Linked DNA regions of Mus musculus: region 2 is linked to region 1. A link is a contact called in public HiChIP or PLAC-seq data. All regions are on one chromosome and are shown on one strand. Each heading gives the region's core, a stretch centred on a gene start, on an enhancer-like site or on the middle of the called end of the contact. The rest is flanking DNA. Distances are from core to core; before and after follow the strand shown.

Region 1 (6,616 bases), core at 2,993-5,492:
GCACGCTGAAAGTACTCAAAGAACTTCTGATAAATAATTAAAACCCCCAAAACATACTACAAACCCAATCTTGAGTAGACAAAAATGGATGTCTTTGACACTTCTCAGGCAAGAATGCCTCATGAAATTGTATTTTCTGTTGATTTCTCTTAATTCTTTGAGGGTCTACTCTTACCCTTGGGCTGCTCAGAGGGCTGGAGGACAGACCAGTGGAGGCTCCACTGACGCTGCGGGATCTGTTTACAGGGTTAAAAAAATGATCTGAGAGAGTTTCAGAAGGTTCAGGTGTTTCTCCATTTCCATGTCCTCCCAGGCACGGGAGGTTGAGCAGGGTCTAGAACGATCTGCTCCCTCTACGCTCTGGGACTGAAGATTCTCCCAGAGGGTACAGCCTCTCCCTCACCTCTGACTGTGCTGGGCCATCTCCAAGGCCCGTCTGGTAGGCACTGGGGAGCCACCACTCCCAGCATCTGTGATACTGAGGACTTCCATGGACTTCCGCTCTGGCCTCCGTTTCCCGTGTCTGCTCAGCATGGGGGAATCCACACGCTTACGAGGTGGGTCTGAAGGGAGAGAGTTATTGACCCACCCAGTAGATTAGTTTGCCCAGGTATACACAGCATATACGTGACTGCCTTGTAAACGGATGGGGAAACCAAGGAGCATAGCAGAGCGAGGCTCTCATAAATGCCCAGCTGTCCACACACAGACTCCCAGGGCCGACAGCATCCTCCTCCCTCAGGAATCCTGGGATCTAAACCGCCCAATCTGCCTTCTTACCAACATCATTCCGAGGAGGCAGGTCCTGGTCTTCACAGCTAGGATACCGCTCTTTCCGATCCAAAAGCAAATAATAGATCATCTTTTCTTGGTTTTCCCTGAGACGGGAAGAAGGAGGTGGTTAAGGGAGGATTGAGGTCAGCGATCAGTGCCCAGGGCTGGAGAGATGGATAAAGGTGCTTGCTACTCAAGGTTGATAACCTGAGTTGTACCCCTGGGACCCACATGGTGGAAAGAGAGGACCAATCTCCTGCCAAGTTATCCTCTGGTCTATACACCCTCCTCTCATACATAATGAAAAACAAACAAAAACCCATGTAAGGTAAGGAAGTTTGTGTCTCAATGAGACCTCCCTCCCTCCCTTCGCTGCTGTGGATCTTTGAGCTCAGGCCACCTAACAGATCTGCCCCCATATCCAACGGTACAAGTCCAGACCTTCTTCCTTGGACCAAGGAATCCAGACCCCAGCCCTTCTCCTTTAAACTTTCGAGTTCAGACCTCACCCCTCCCACCACAGTCCCCCAAGTGAAAGCCCCTAGCCTTCCTCCCTCAGACACAGGTGTTCAGGTCTTATTTCTCTTTTTTGGACCCAAAATGCCATTTTTTCCCACAAGCCAACATAGTTGGCTTCCTATGTTCAGTGTTCGTCACAACTTAAGCACTTATTAAGTTCTACGTAATGAAGACACCATTCACGCCCATCTCAGCTTTAATGCTTTCTTTCTCTGAGCATTTCCAGATTATTCCCGTGCACCAGCACTAAAGTTTGTCAGATCCATAAAACTGGATGCGGCACGCCCCCTTCAGGCTTTCTAGGGAACTGCCACAACCCATTCAATGAAGTGGGGCGCCGGTGAAAAGGATTTTGGGAGCTCTTACTCCTCGCTTCGCAGTTCTCTGTGCAGCCGCTCGCGGTCTCTGAAGCAGCCCAGAGACGCCATGCTTTCCAGAACGTCAGGGTCCAGCTCGCCATTGGAAGGCAGGCTACGCATGGCTACTCTGCGGCCTGGGGCTGGCTCCAGGCAAGGGTCTGGTTCGTGTTTCCCGCCCCTGGAATAGTAGAGAAACGCTTATCTTCCTAGTGTTACGTCCTATGCCCAGACTCCTCATCCCAGGATCTGGAGAGTCTGGGTCCCCATCTTCCTCAGACTGAGGGTGTCCAGACCCTAGTTCTTCAAACTCTGACTCAAAGAGTCCGGAGCCCTCCTCCCTCTAGACTCCACACCCTCCCTTTCTTTAGCTTTGTCCTCCTCTGCCCATACTCTGAAGTTTGAGACGGTAGGTCCCTCCATCCCATCCCACCCATCAGGAATATGGCACCCCACCCTCCACCTTTCTATTCTGACCCGGGTGCCCTACCTCCTCCCGCAGGTACCCAACTGTTCAATTCCCTCCTACTCACAGATACCAAGGATGTTTCTGAATTTGCTCCAGCTGTGAAGGGGTGGGTCACAGAGAAGCAGAAATTAGGTCACATACAATAGCTAGCAAGCAGTAACATAAAATTGATTAGCATTGGCTCCGGGAGGTCACTGACCCATCCCGAAGCAGGGTGACATCATGTCTTCCCCTGGTGGCGGTCAAGCACCTGCAGATTGACCATTTTTAAACCCAGGTAGCAGTTTACTGCACGCCAAGTGCCAGCCTTTCAACCCCCGCCAATCCCTCAATGCGCCGCCCTCAAGGGTCCTTGGTCCAACTTGGGAATGATTCTAAGTTTTAGGTTTTGCTGGACCTTGGGCTTGTGGCTTAACCAGCAAACTCATCCAATGGCAGGCTTTACAGGCAGCCCTCCAGGAACTCTCTGGAACCACTTCACCTCTGCCAGCCCCTCGCTGCTTACACTGAGCCTTTTCTCGGGCTCCACTTCAATCATCCCTCTCAGGAGGCTCTGGCAGTCTGGAGGGATGAAGTGAGGCATGTGGAAGACCCCACGTTTCACCTTCTCCAGTAGCTGGCGCAGGTTGTCGTCATCGAAGGGCAGTGCCCCCTGTGCAAGACATCATCAAGAGCCTCAGGTCAGTGATTCTCAACCTGGCGTGGCAGCTCTTGGCGGGGGTGGGGGTGGGGGTGGTGGTGTTATAGACATGCACCACCAGGCCCAGTTCATGTAGTTTGGGGGATGGAACCAGAGGCTTCATGTGTCCTGGACAAGCAATCTACCAAGTGAGCTACATCGTTGTCTCTTTCCTTACGGCAGTGGTTCTCAAGCTGTGGGTCATGGCCCCTTTGACAGGTTAAATGACCCTCACACAGGGGTCGTCTAACACCATCAGAAAACACAGACATTTACACCACGGTTCGTAAGAGTAGTGAAATCACAGTTATGAAGTAGCAACCAAAACAACTTTATGGTCGGGAGTCACCACAACATGAGGAACGGAATAAAGGGCCACAGTGTCAGGAAGGTTTCGAGCCTTCCTTAGGTGGAGCTTAACACTGTCCAGGTGATGGGCTGGAGAGATGGCTCAGTGGTTAAGAGACTGCTCTTTAGAGAGGTCCTGAGTTCAATTCCCAGCAACCACATGGTCCATCTGTAATGGGACCCAACGCCCTCTTCTGGAGTGTCTGAAGATAACTACCGTGTACTCATATACATATAATAAATCTTTAAAAAAAAAAGATTGAGAGTTGGGTTGGATACTTACTGTCCACACCTATATAGGGCTGGAGATGTAGCTCAGCCAGTGGGGCGCTTGCCTAACTTCCAGGAAGCCCAGGGTCCCACCCCCAGCACCACTGGTGTCACAGGCCTACACCCCACACTCGGGAGGTGGAGGCCGGAGGCTCAGAAGTTCAAGGTCATTTTCGGTTACATATTGAGCTTTGAGGCCAGCCTGGGTGATGCGACACACTGCCACAAACAAAACTACATTAAAACAAAACAAAAATACATCAAAACTAAAATAAGCCTCTCTCTAAACTCTTCGTGCACACCTTCAATCTCAGCACTCGGGAGGCAGAGGCAGGTTGACCTTTATGAGTTTGAGGCCAGCCTGGTCTACAGAGCAAGTTCTAGGACAGCCAAGGTTACCAGTGAGACCCTGTCTCAAACAAACAAACTATAAAGAGGGCCTGGTGCAGCAGTGCACGCCTTTAATCCTAGAACTTGGTTAGACATGGCAGGCAACCTCTGTTGGCTGGAGGCCAGCCTGGTCTACAAACAAAGGCCCTGTCTGAAACAAACACCAAACAAAAACAAACAAAGGAAGAAAGAGAGAGAGACAGAGACAGAGACAGAGAGACAGAGAGCGAAAAAAGGAAAGAAGGAAAGAAAGAGAGAAACTGGCTGGGGCTGTGGTTCAGTTGGCAGTAGAGCGCTTTTCTACTAAGCACATGCAGCAAGCTGTGCAGAATTCTCAGCACTGCAGATACGGGACGTGGACCTGAGTCCTGGAACCCTAGCCCTGGGAGGGAGGCAGGAGAAGCAAGGAGATCAGATGCTCATCTCCAGTTACATAATGAGGTCAAGGCCAGCCTGGGACATATGAGAACCTGTCTCAAATAGGCCCGTGACATGACATGTAACCCAGGCATGTGCCGCCAAGCCTCTGTACCAGAGCTGATCCCTGGGACCCACGTGGTGTGGTGAAGGGAAGGATTGCCGCCTGCTAGCTGTCCTCTGACCTCAAGCATGCCTTGAATACGCTTGCCAGCACACCCCCTCCATGAATACGTAAATAAACATAACAAAGGGAATAAGAGAATAAAAGGAGAAACGGGGGTCGGGTGGGGAATACAGGTGGAATGGGCTGATGTAATGTTCAGGATTGGGACAGAGTAAGAAGGGGGTCTGGTCTGACATAAGGAATTAGAGGAGGGCTCTTGGGAGAGATGAGTCTGAGGGCTTTCCCAAATGTTTTAAACGGTTGACCCTGGTATCTAAGGGGCATGGACAGAATGCAGGGTGAAGGTAGATGGGGAGGGCACCTTCTGACTGGTCTTGGAGTCAGACAGCCTGCCTTTGGCTCTGGTGCCTGATGGCACTGGCAGTGAGCCTCAGCTTATCGCCTCTGTGTAAGGGATGTGAGGATTCTATTGGGAAAGGCTATGGGACAGATTAAAAATATCAGCCACAGCACAGCTGGTCCTCATTACTCTCGGAAGTCCAATTTTATATAATCACTGTGATCAGTGAGTTAGTGAGTCCTGGAATAGGGAGGTCTTGCTTCTGTTAGAAACCAGCTAGGTTCCTTCTACCCTCTGGCCACAACAAAAGCCACACAACAAAAACTGACACATCAAGGTCAGTTCTTACTCTAAGTTGTTTGTAATGTGATGGTTTTTTTTTTTTTTGTTTGTTTTGTTTTTTGAGACAGGGTTTCTCTGTATAACCCTGGCTGTCCTGGAACTCACTTTGTAGACCAGGCTGGCCTCGAACCCAGAAATCTGCCTGCCCCTGCCTTCCAAGTGCTGGGATTAAAGGTGTGCACCACCACTGCCCGGCTGTACTGTGTTTTTTGTTGCTTATCTGTTTGCAGTACTGGAGGGGAACCTGGGATCTTGTATTTAATTTAAACCTTCACAATTGTTGGTACTGTAATTATCCACATGTAATTATTCGGTTCACATATAATTACTTGATTAGGAGGATTGAGGCCTACACAAAGGGAGCGATTTACTTGTCCAGCATGAGGAAGCAGAGATTTGAACTCTATCCTTTCCCTACTGATGACAGAAAGCTGAGCGTTGGCTCTGGAGATCTAACCCAGTGGGTAGAGAGCTTGCCTAGCATACACGAAGCCCTGGGTTCAACTTCCAGCATGGTATCTTTAATCCCAGCATTCGGGAGACAGAGGCAGGGGAAATCTGAGGTCAAGACCAGCCAGGTCTACAGAATGAGTTCCAGGATACCCAGGGCTATACAGAGAAACCCTGGCTCAAAACCAAAGACAAACCAACCGATCATCAAGCAAAAAAACCCAAAAACCACAAAAAAAAAAAAAAAAACCCAAACCCCCCAAAACCAAATTGGGTCTGGAGAAATGGTTACTCATCAGCTCTAAGTGCTCTCAGTCCTTGCTGCTCTCTCTCGCAGGGATCTGGGCTTGCTCCGCAGAATCCACATGCTGTCCTCATAACTGCCCACGATTCCGGATGCAGGGCATTCAGACACCTTTTCTTGCACCCGCAGGCACCAGGCAAGCACACAGTTCACAGATACATGCAGGCAAAACACTCATACACAGGAAAAAAATCTTAAAAAGAAACAAACATGCTCAGGGGGCTGGAGAGATGGCTCAGTGGTTAAGAACACTGAGTGCTTTTCCAGGGGACCCAAGTTCAGTTTCCAGCACCTACACAAGGAGGCTTATAACTCCCTCTAACTCCAGCTTCAGGGGATCTGACACCCTCTTTTAGCTTCCACAGACACTCATGTTCTCTCTCTCTCTCTCTCTCTCTCTCTCTCTCTCTCTCTCACACACACACACACACACACACAAATAAAAAAACCTTAAAAAGAAATGCTGAGAGCCGGGCGTGGTGGCACAAGCCTTTAATCCCAGCACTCGGGAGGCAGGGGCAAGTGGATTTCTGAATTTGAGGCCAGCCTGGTCTACAGAGTGAGTTCCAGGACAGCCAGGGCTACACAGAGAAACCTGTCTCGAAAAATGAAAAAAAAAAAAAAAAGAAAAAAGAAAGAAAAAGAAATGCTGAGAAGAAAGCTTGCTGCTGGACATGGTGGTGCATACCTTTAATCTCAGCACTCAGAAAGCAGAGACAGGTGGATCTCTGGGAGTTCGAGGCCAGCCTGGTCTATAAAGGGAGTCCAGGACAGCCAGGGCTACACAGAGAAACCCTGTCTTAAAAAGCTAAAAAAAAAAAAAAAAAAAGA
Region 2 (6,616 bases), core at 1,233-3,732, 170 kb after region 1:
TATGGCAAGTTCCAGGACAACCAGACCCATGTAATAGAGAGACCTTGTCTCTCTCTCAAAAAAAAGGAGTATTCTTTAAAAACAAATTGAAAATAAGTCCTTTGGCCAGTTGTGGTGGCAGATGCTGGTAGGATTTGCTGAAGGAGGCAGAGGCAGGAGGATCACGAGTTTTAGGCCAACCTGGGCTACATGGTAAAAAGAAAAAAGAAGTCTAGTGAATGTTGAGGTGACTTATGGAGGTCAGGGAGATCTCTGAGGCAACACTTGAATGACATACTAAGAATAAATGGCAGGCATACCGATGCGGGAGAAACAGAATAGAACGTTATTCCATCACAGGAAGGAGTCAAACCTGAGAAGCTGGTGCTTGTGTGTCAACCTGAGATCAAATGCAAACACCAAGAGCAAAGGCAGGCATGGCCAATGCTACCGTTGGGGAGCAGAGATCCACAGATTTGAGGGCAGCCTAACAAGAATGATGAACACCAGACACCCCTCTGTGGCATCTGCATTTTCATGGCCACAAGCACCCACACATGGGTGTGCATACATGCATATGGTACAAAACACACAGAAAGGAGCGAGGTGTTCTGCTTCATCGTGAGTCTGGAATTATATGATGTTATAAGTTATGCTATACATTTCTCTTTGCCTTATTGTGTGAGTTTTTGACTGCCTGTCTGTCTGTCTGTCCCCAGCATGTATACTGTGTACCACCTACATGTATATCCTCAGAGGCCAGAAGAGAGCATCAGATTTCCCGGGACTGGCATTATATACCGATGGTTGAAAGCTGACTGACATGTGGGTGTTGGGATCTGAATCAGGTCCACTGGAAGAGCAACCAGCGCTCTTGACTGCTGAGCCAGCTCTCCAGCCCTCTCTCTGTGTATAATGATGCTTGAACTATTACACCTACTTCTATCCCGTGACCCCCACCCCACAGGATTGAATTATAGTCTCGTACTATCACACCTGGATTGATGTGGTGCTGGGATGGAACACAGTGTTTCAGTCACGCCATTCCTGAAGGTATCGTTTCTGTAGCATTGTCTCGATTAGTTTTTGTCCTTCATTCTAGTAAGTTCTTCTATTGCTTAACATGATCTGAGAGACCAGTGTTAGGTATCTTCCCAGGAGGAAGATTTCTAAATTTGTATTTGAAAATTTTATTCTTTGTGTGTGAGTGTGTGTGTTACTCAAGTGTTTGTGGGTGCCAAAAGAGGTGAGAAGAGGGCATGAGAGCCCTGGGGCTGAAAGTACAGGCCGTTATGATCCTTCTGATGTGGTGCTGAGAACTGAACTCTCCCGTTCTCTAGGAGAGCAGAAAGTACCTTTATTTTTTATTTTATTTTATTGTTTTGTTTTTGTTTTTGTTTTTGTTTTTTGAGACAGGGTTTCTCTGTGTAGCCCTGGCTGTCCTGGAACTCACTCTGTAGACCAGGCTGGCTTCGAACTCAGAAATCCGCCTGCCTCTGCCTTCCAACAGAAAGCACCTTTAACTGCTGAACCTTTCTCCAGCTCCCAGCTCCAGGAGGGAGGATTTTTTTTTTTTTTTTTTTTAGCTTTTATACAGTGCGGTAGCCTTTGCTGGGCTAGAATAAGATATGGCAAACTGGTCTTGAACCACTGATTTTCCTACTTCAGAATGTTGGTATTACAGGTCTGTGCCATGGTGCCTGCTAAAGATGTATTATTGAGTAATGACTGTGAGTAATAGCCTGATCATATATTCTAGAAAAATCTACTGAGCAAGGTCCTGTTTTTCACCTAGTGAGGCCTGTATTCAGACAAGAGCCCAGGTGTAAAAGAAACAAAAACAAAAGAACAAAACAGAGATGTGAAGGCATGTCTTGGCTTCCTGTTATAATTTGGATTCACAGAGATTTCATTAGAATCCAGGAGTGGTGGCTCACAATATTTAAACCAAGGCCAGGAGGACTGCTGCGAGTTCGGAGTAACTCGAATAAAGAGGGACTCTGGCTCAAAAAGAAGAAGAGGAGGGAAAAGAAGAAGAGGGGAGGAGAGGAGGAGGGGAGGGGGAGAAGAAGGAAGAGGAGGAGGAAAGAAGAAAAAGGAAGAAAGGAAGGAAGGAGAGAGAGAGAGAGAAAGAGAGAGAGAGAGAGAGAGAGAGAGAGAGAGAGAGAGAGAGAGAGAGAGAGAGAGAGAGAGAGAAAAGAAAGAAAAAGAAAAGAAAGACAAACAGGGAAGACATTTCGTTCAGTTCTGATTTAATTTGAAGCAGCAAGGTAGATCCTCCCTTTCCTAGAAATTTGGAGGACGGATCCAGAAAGCAGGCACCCTACTCTGGTCCGGCTGTCGTTATGACAACCGCGTCCGGTGTCCAGTTTCAGACCACACCGCAGCCATCTCCCGGAGCTTCTATTGGTCAAAAGTTCATAGCGAGCGGCACCTTTTCACGTTAATTGGTCAGTTGATAGCAATAATGCAAAACCACCTGCTCCCATTGGGTGATGACTCAGAGTGGGCGAAGCCTCTGGGAAACTGTTGTGGTGGCTTCCAGGAGCTCAGCACAGGACCCTACCTACGGATATTTTGAAGAATAAAGGTGAGGGGATTAACGTGGAGGCGAAGGGGTAAGAAGCGGGGCAGCGAGAAAGGGAGGGATGAGATGGACAAATGTGGAATTCCCCGGACTCCTGTCCCACAGAGCGATGACCACGCCTGCGGGCTCGGGCACCGGTTATGGTAGTGTGTCCTGGTGGGGTCTGTCCCCGGCGCTGGACCTACAGGCAGAAAGTGAGTCTACCCTAAGACCACACACGGTCTTAGACAGAGGTGCCTTTCCTACTACAACTGTGGACTGTGCTCACAGCCCACAGCACTTGTGTCTGTGGTAGGGGATGCTGATGGGATGTGTATACCAACGTTCCCTAAATTAACTGGCTTGGGGAGAAGGGTTAATACTGAGTGCTATAAGGCAAAGGTATCGCTGTTTTTTGGAATCCAGGCTCGGCGTATCAAGCCTGCTGGTTTCTTAACTTCTAAAGTTAGCTAACTGCAGGAGAGACGAGCAGTCGACTCTGCCTGCTATCGTCTTGCCAGGTCCTCCTGTAGACCCAGATTCACAGTCGAAAACAGAGCGCAAGGTCCCAGAACTGGATGCCCTGCTGTTAGGTTCTGTGGATGGTAGACACATGCTGCGGACCCTGGCCAGGGCAGCGCTCTGGCCTCTCAGGAGCTTCAATGTGAGTTGGGATTCTGGGATCCTGGTTGGAGTGGAATGAACGGCCGATTCCTGAGCCTTTGAGAGAAGAGAGGATTGCAATGAAAGTTTCCAGGTCCTAGAGGTTAGGCTGTGGATCTGAAGAGTCTCAGACCTTGTCCTAGGGAAGTAAGGTCCTGGGATTTGAGGCCCCTGGGCTTCAGTAAGAGCGAGAGCCCAAGAATCAGGTCTCCAGCCGGGCAGTGGTGGCATATGCCTTTAATCCCAGCACTTGGGAGGCAGGTGGATTTCTGAGTTCGAGGCCAGCCTAGTCTCCAGAGTGAGTTCCAGGACAGCCAGAGTTACACAGAGAAACCCTGTCTCAAAACAAACAAACAAACAAACAAACCCCAAAAAATCAGGTCTCCAGAGTGAGTTCCAGGACAGCTAGGGCTACACAGAGAAACCCTGACTCAAAAAAACAAAACAAAACAAAACAAAACGAAACAAAACCAAAAACAAAACAAAACAAAAAATCAGGTCTCCAGGAGTGGTGTGAGGGGTGATCTCGAATCTAGACTTATGGCTTAAGAGAGAGACCTAGCAAGCTGGATCTAGTGGTTAAAGCCTGTAATCATAGTTGCTCCGGAGGCTGAGGCAGGAGAAGCATCGTAAGTTCAAGGCCATCCTGGGCAACAGAGAGTTCAAGGGCGACCTAATGAGACTATGCCTCACAATAGAAAGAAAAACAGGGGGGGGGGGGGATGTGCTGGGAATGGAGTTCAGTGGTGGAGTGCTGCTCTAACTTTTACAAGGTCCCTGGTTGGGTTCCATCTCCATACAGGGGTGTTGGGGGAGGCTGGTGTTCTGGGCTCCTAGGTCTGCAGAATTGTCTTGTCTGTCACTCGTGCAGTTTTATGTGCTGGAGAATAATCTGGAAGCGGTAGCCCGACACATGCTGATCTTCAGTCTAGCCCTAGAGGAACCTGAGAAGATGGGGCTCCAAGGTCAGTTGCTTAAGACTCTAGCATTCAGCCAGGGAGGTGGGTATGTCTATAATCCCAGCACTTGGAAGGCAGAGGCATGTTGTGTCCGGCCAGCCGACCACATGTTTTGGGTCCTAGGCTGGAAAGGCATGTTGGAAACCTGGAAGAGAAGAAGGGCTAGGCTGCGCGAGATAAGGAAGGAACCAAGACAAGCTTTCTGCTCAAGGTTCAATTTTAATGTCAGCAAACACGCTTTATAAAGAAAAGGGGAGGCCCGTCCCTGGCCAAGCAAAGTTCCTTTGAAGTAGATAGGTCAGCCTTTTAGTGGGAACTCGCAAAGATCGCAGTTCGGTGTTAACTCTGGAAGATTCTTGGAAGAGAACCGGTTCAGGCCTCTGGCAGGTTGAGCCTCAGGCAGGTAGTGGCACATCAAAGGAGCAGCACAGCAGGTGGCTCCGCTCAGGCGGTGGTGGATGGTCACAGCCAGCCTTGCTGGGCTGGAAGGAGGTAACAGAGGCAGGCAGATTTCTGAGTTCCAGGACAGCCAGGGTTACACAGAGAAACCCTGTCTCAAAATGAATGAATGAATGAATGAATGAATGAATGAATGAAACAAAAGACTCTAGCATTCAAATTCAAAGCTCCCACCCCCAAAGATACTGGCCTTCCAATGGTGTGATTTAAAGCTTTGGAGATGGGATGGACCTGGTAGTGCACACCTTTAACCCCAGCACTCCAGGGACAGAGGCAGGTGGGTTTCAAAGCGTTCAAGGCCAGCCTGGTCTACATAGTGAGATCCAGGCCAACCAGGGTTCATAGTGAAACCCTGTCTCAAAAATACAAAATAAATAAACCTTTGAAAACGTAGCTCAGCTAGTAGAGCGCTAGTGTGCACAAAGCCCCAGGTAGGGTGGCACAAGGTCACAGCTCTAGGGAGGTGGCCAAGAGGTTCAGAAATTCAGGTTGTCCTTAGCTACACAGTTTTAGGTTTTGTGGGGTGTATCACATGCCATTTCAAAAAACAAACAAATGGAGTCTGTGAAGATGGCTCAGCTGGTAAAGGTGCCTTCGATCAAGCTTGATGATCCGGACTTAATCTCTGGGACTATAAGAGAACTGTCCCCTGAAGGTCATCATCTGATACCCACACATGTGTTATAATAGGAACACACACAATAAATAAAATGTAAAAGGCAGAGAGAGAGAGGGGGGGGAGAGAGAGAGAGAGAGAGAGAGAGGAGAGAGATCTTCAGTTTTTATTTCCTATGTCATCCTTTGCAAAATGCAGATTCCACTAATGTGGGCCTTAATATATATTTATTTAGTGAGTGCATGTGCGAGCCACGGATTACAAGTGGAGGTCAGAGGACAACTCACGGGAGTTGGTTCCCTCCTTCTACCGTATGAGTCTCAAGGACAGATCCTTAGACTTGGCAGCAGGCATTCTTACCCACAGAGCCATCTTGCCATCCCCCACCAATAGGACTCCATTCGAGGATTCTATAGAAAAATGTGTAGTGTTTGGCTTATAACACCAGCTCAGTTCTCTTCTTCCACCACTTGTATTCATTCCAAAGTTCAAACTCAGTTCATCATCAAACTTGGTTGCAGGTACCTTTAACCCTTGCCCTCTGGCCCCCAGGTCCCATAACTCAGTACAGCTTAGTACATCTGAATAAAATTTTTAGGGGTGAGAGGCACTGGGGAGTTAAGACAGAGATATATTGTTGTAGATCAGGCTGGCTTGGACTTTTGGGAATCCTCCTGTCTCAGGCTCCACAATGGGAGATTATAGACACAAGTTGCTCTAAGCAATGGTGTTGTTTTTATTGTTAGTATAGTTGGTCATTGCCACTTGTAGCTCAGGGCATTGAGAATATATTGTTCTTAAACAACTCGAACTTAGTTTATCTGTAGCTCTCTTCTGTAAGATTTGTAAAATTCTAACAAATACACACACACACACACACACACACACACACACACACACACACCACACACACACCCCACACACACCCCACACACAAATAGCTCATTTGGTAGAATGAGCCCAGCACATGGAAGTCCCTTTGGTTTCATCCTTTTTGTTTGTTTGTTTTTGAGACAGGGTTTCTCTGTATATCCCTCACTGTCCTGGAACTTCTTCTGTAGACTAGGCTGGCTGGCCTCAAATTCAGTGATCTGCCTGCCCCTGCCTTCCAAGAGCTGGGATTAAAGGTATGCGCCACCACCACCCAGTGGGTTTCATCCTTAATACCAAATGAAAAAGACAAAAAAAAAATGGTGTTACAATATTAAATTATTTCATCTTTATTGTGGAGTTTGGGGTGTTTTGATTTGGTTTTGGTTTTGGTTTTGGTTTGCTTTCAGATAGTTTTATTGTATTCCAGGGGCTATGTCACCCTTTTCTGATCTCTGAAAAATCTTGCCCATGGTGAACAGATGTACACACTCAGGCACACAC

Evidence for each region. HiChIP or PLAC-seq counts read pairs in DNA pulled down with a chosen protein or histone mark.
Region 2: an H3K27ac HiChIP or PLAC-seq map of embryonic stem cells shows a contact between it and region 1, with 15 read pairs. The contact joins the promoter of Dnaaf3 here to the enhancer-like site in region 1. A contact is called at or near these places in 14 of 39 promoter capture datasets (the C10 cell line, the HPC-7 cell line, cranial neural crest and 7 more), 6 of 484 Hi-C or Micro-C datasets (the G1E-ER4 cell line, Th1 cells, bone marrow-derived macrophages and 3 more), 8 of 115 datasets of contacts at active chromatin or transcription factors (bone marrow-derived macrophages, embryonic stem cells, microglia and 1 more) and 3 of 9 other capture datasets (adipose tissue, liver and pancreatic islet).

What each region holds. Positions count from the first base shown.
Region 1 is chr7:4,700,282-4,706,897 of GRCm38.p6, reverse strand. It overlaps Brsk1 (BR serine/threonine kinase 1), which reads right to left. Exons shown (of 19, transcript NM_001003920.3): 8 at 2,624-2,770; 9 at 2,183-2,214; 10 at 1,660-1,830; 11 at 781-878; 12 at 404-563; 13 at 176-236. It also overlaps a transcript of Tmem150b not described here. Among named protein-coding and RNA genes, the nearest start is that of Brsk1, 13 kb to the right of the region's middle. Within about 2 kb of position 4,242, at least 17 of the 459 cell types and tissues checked have an H3K27ac peak or open chromatin away from gene starts, as enhancers often do. A contact at or near this core is called in embryonic stem cells and stem cell-derived epiblast-like cells, where this site is marked.
Region 2 is chr7:4,528,331-4,534,946 of GRCm38.p6, reverse strand. It overlaps Dnaaf3 (dynein, axonemal assembly factor 3), which reads left to right and starts at 2,482. Exons shown (of 12, transcript NM_001033548.3): 1 at 2,482-2,569; 2 at 2,672-2,760; 3 at 3,067-3,209; 4 at 4,080-4,173. The coding sequence starts at 2,676.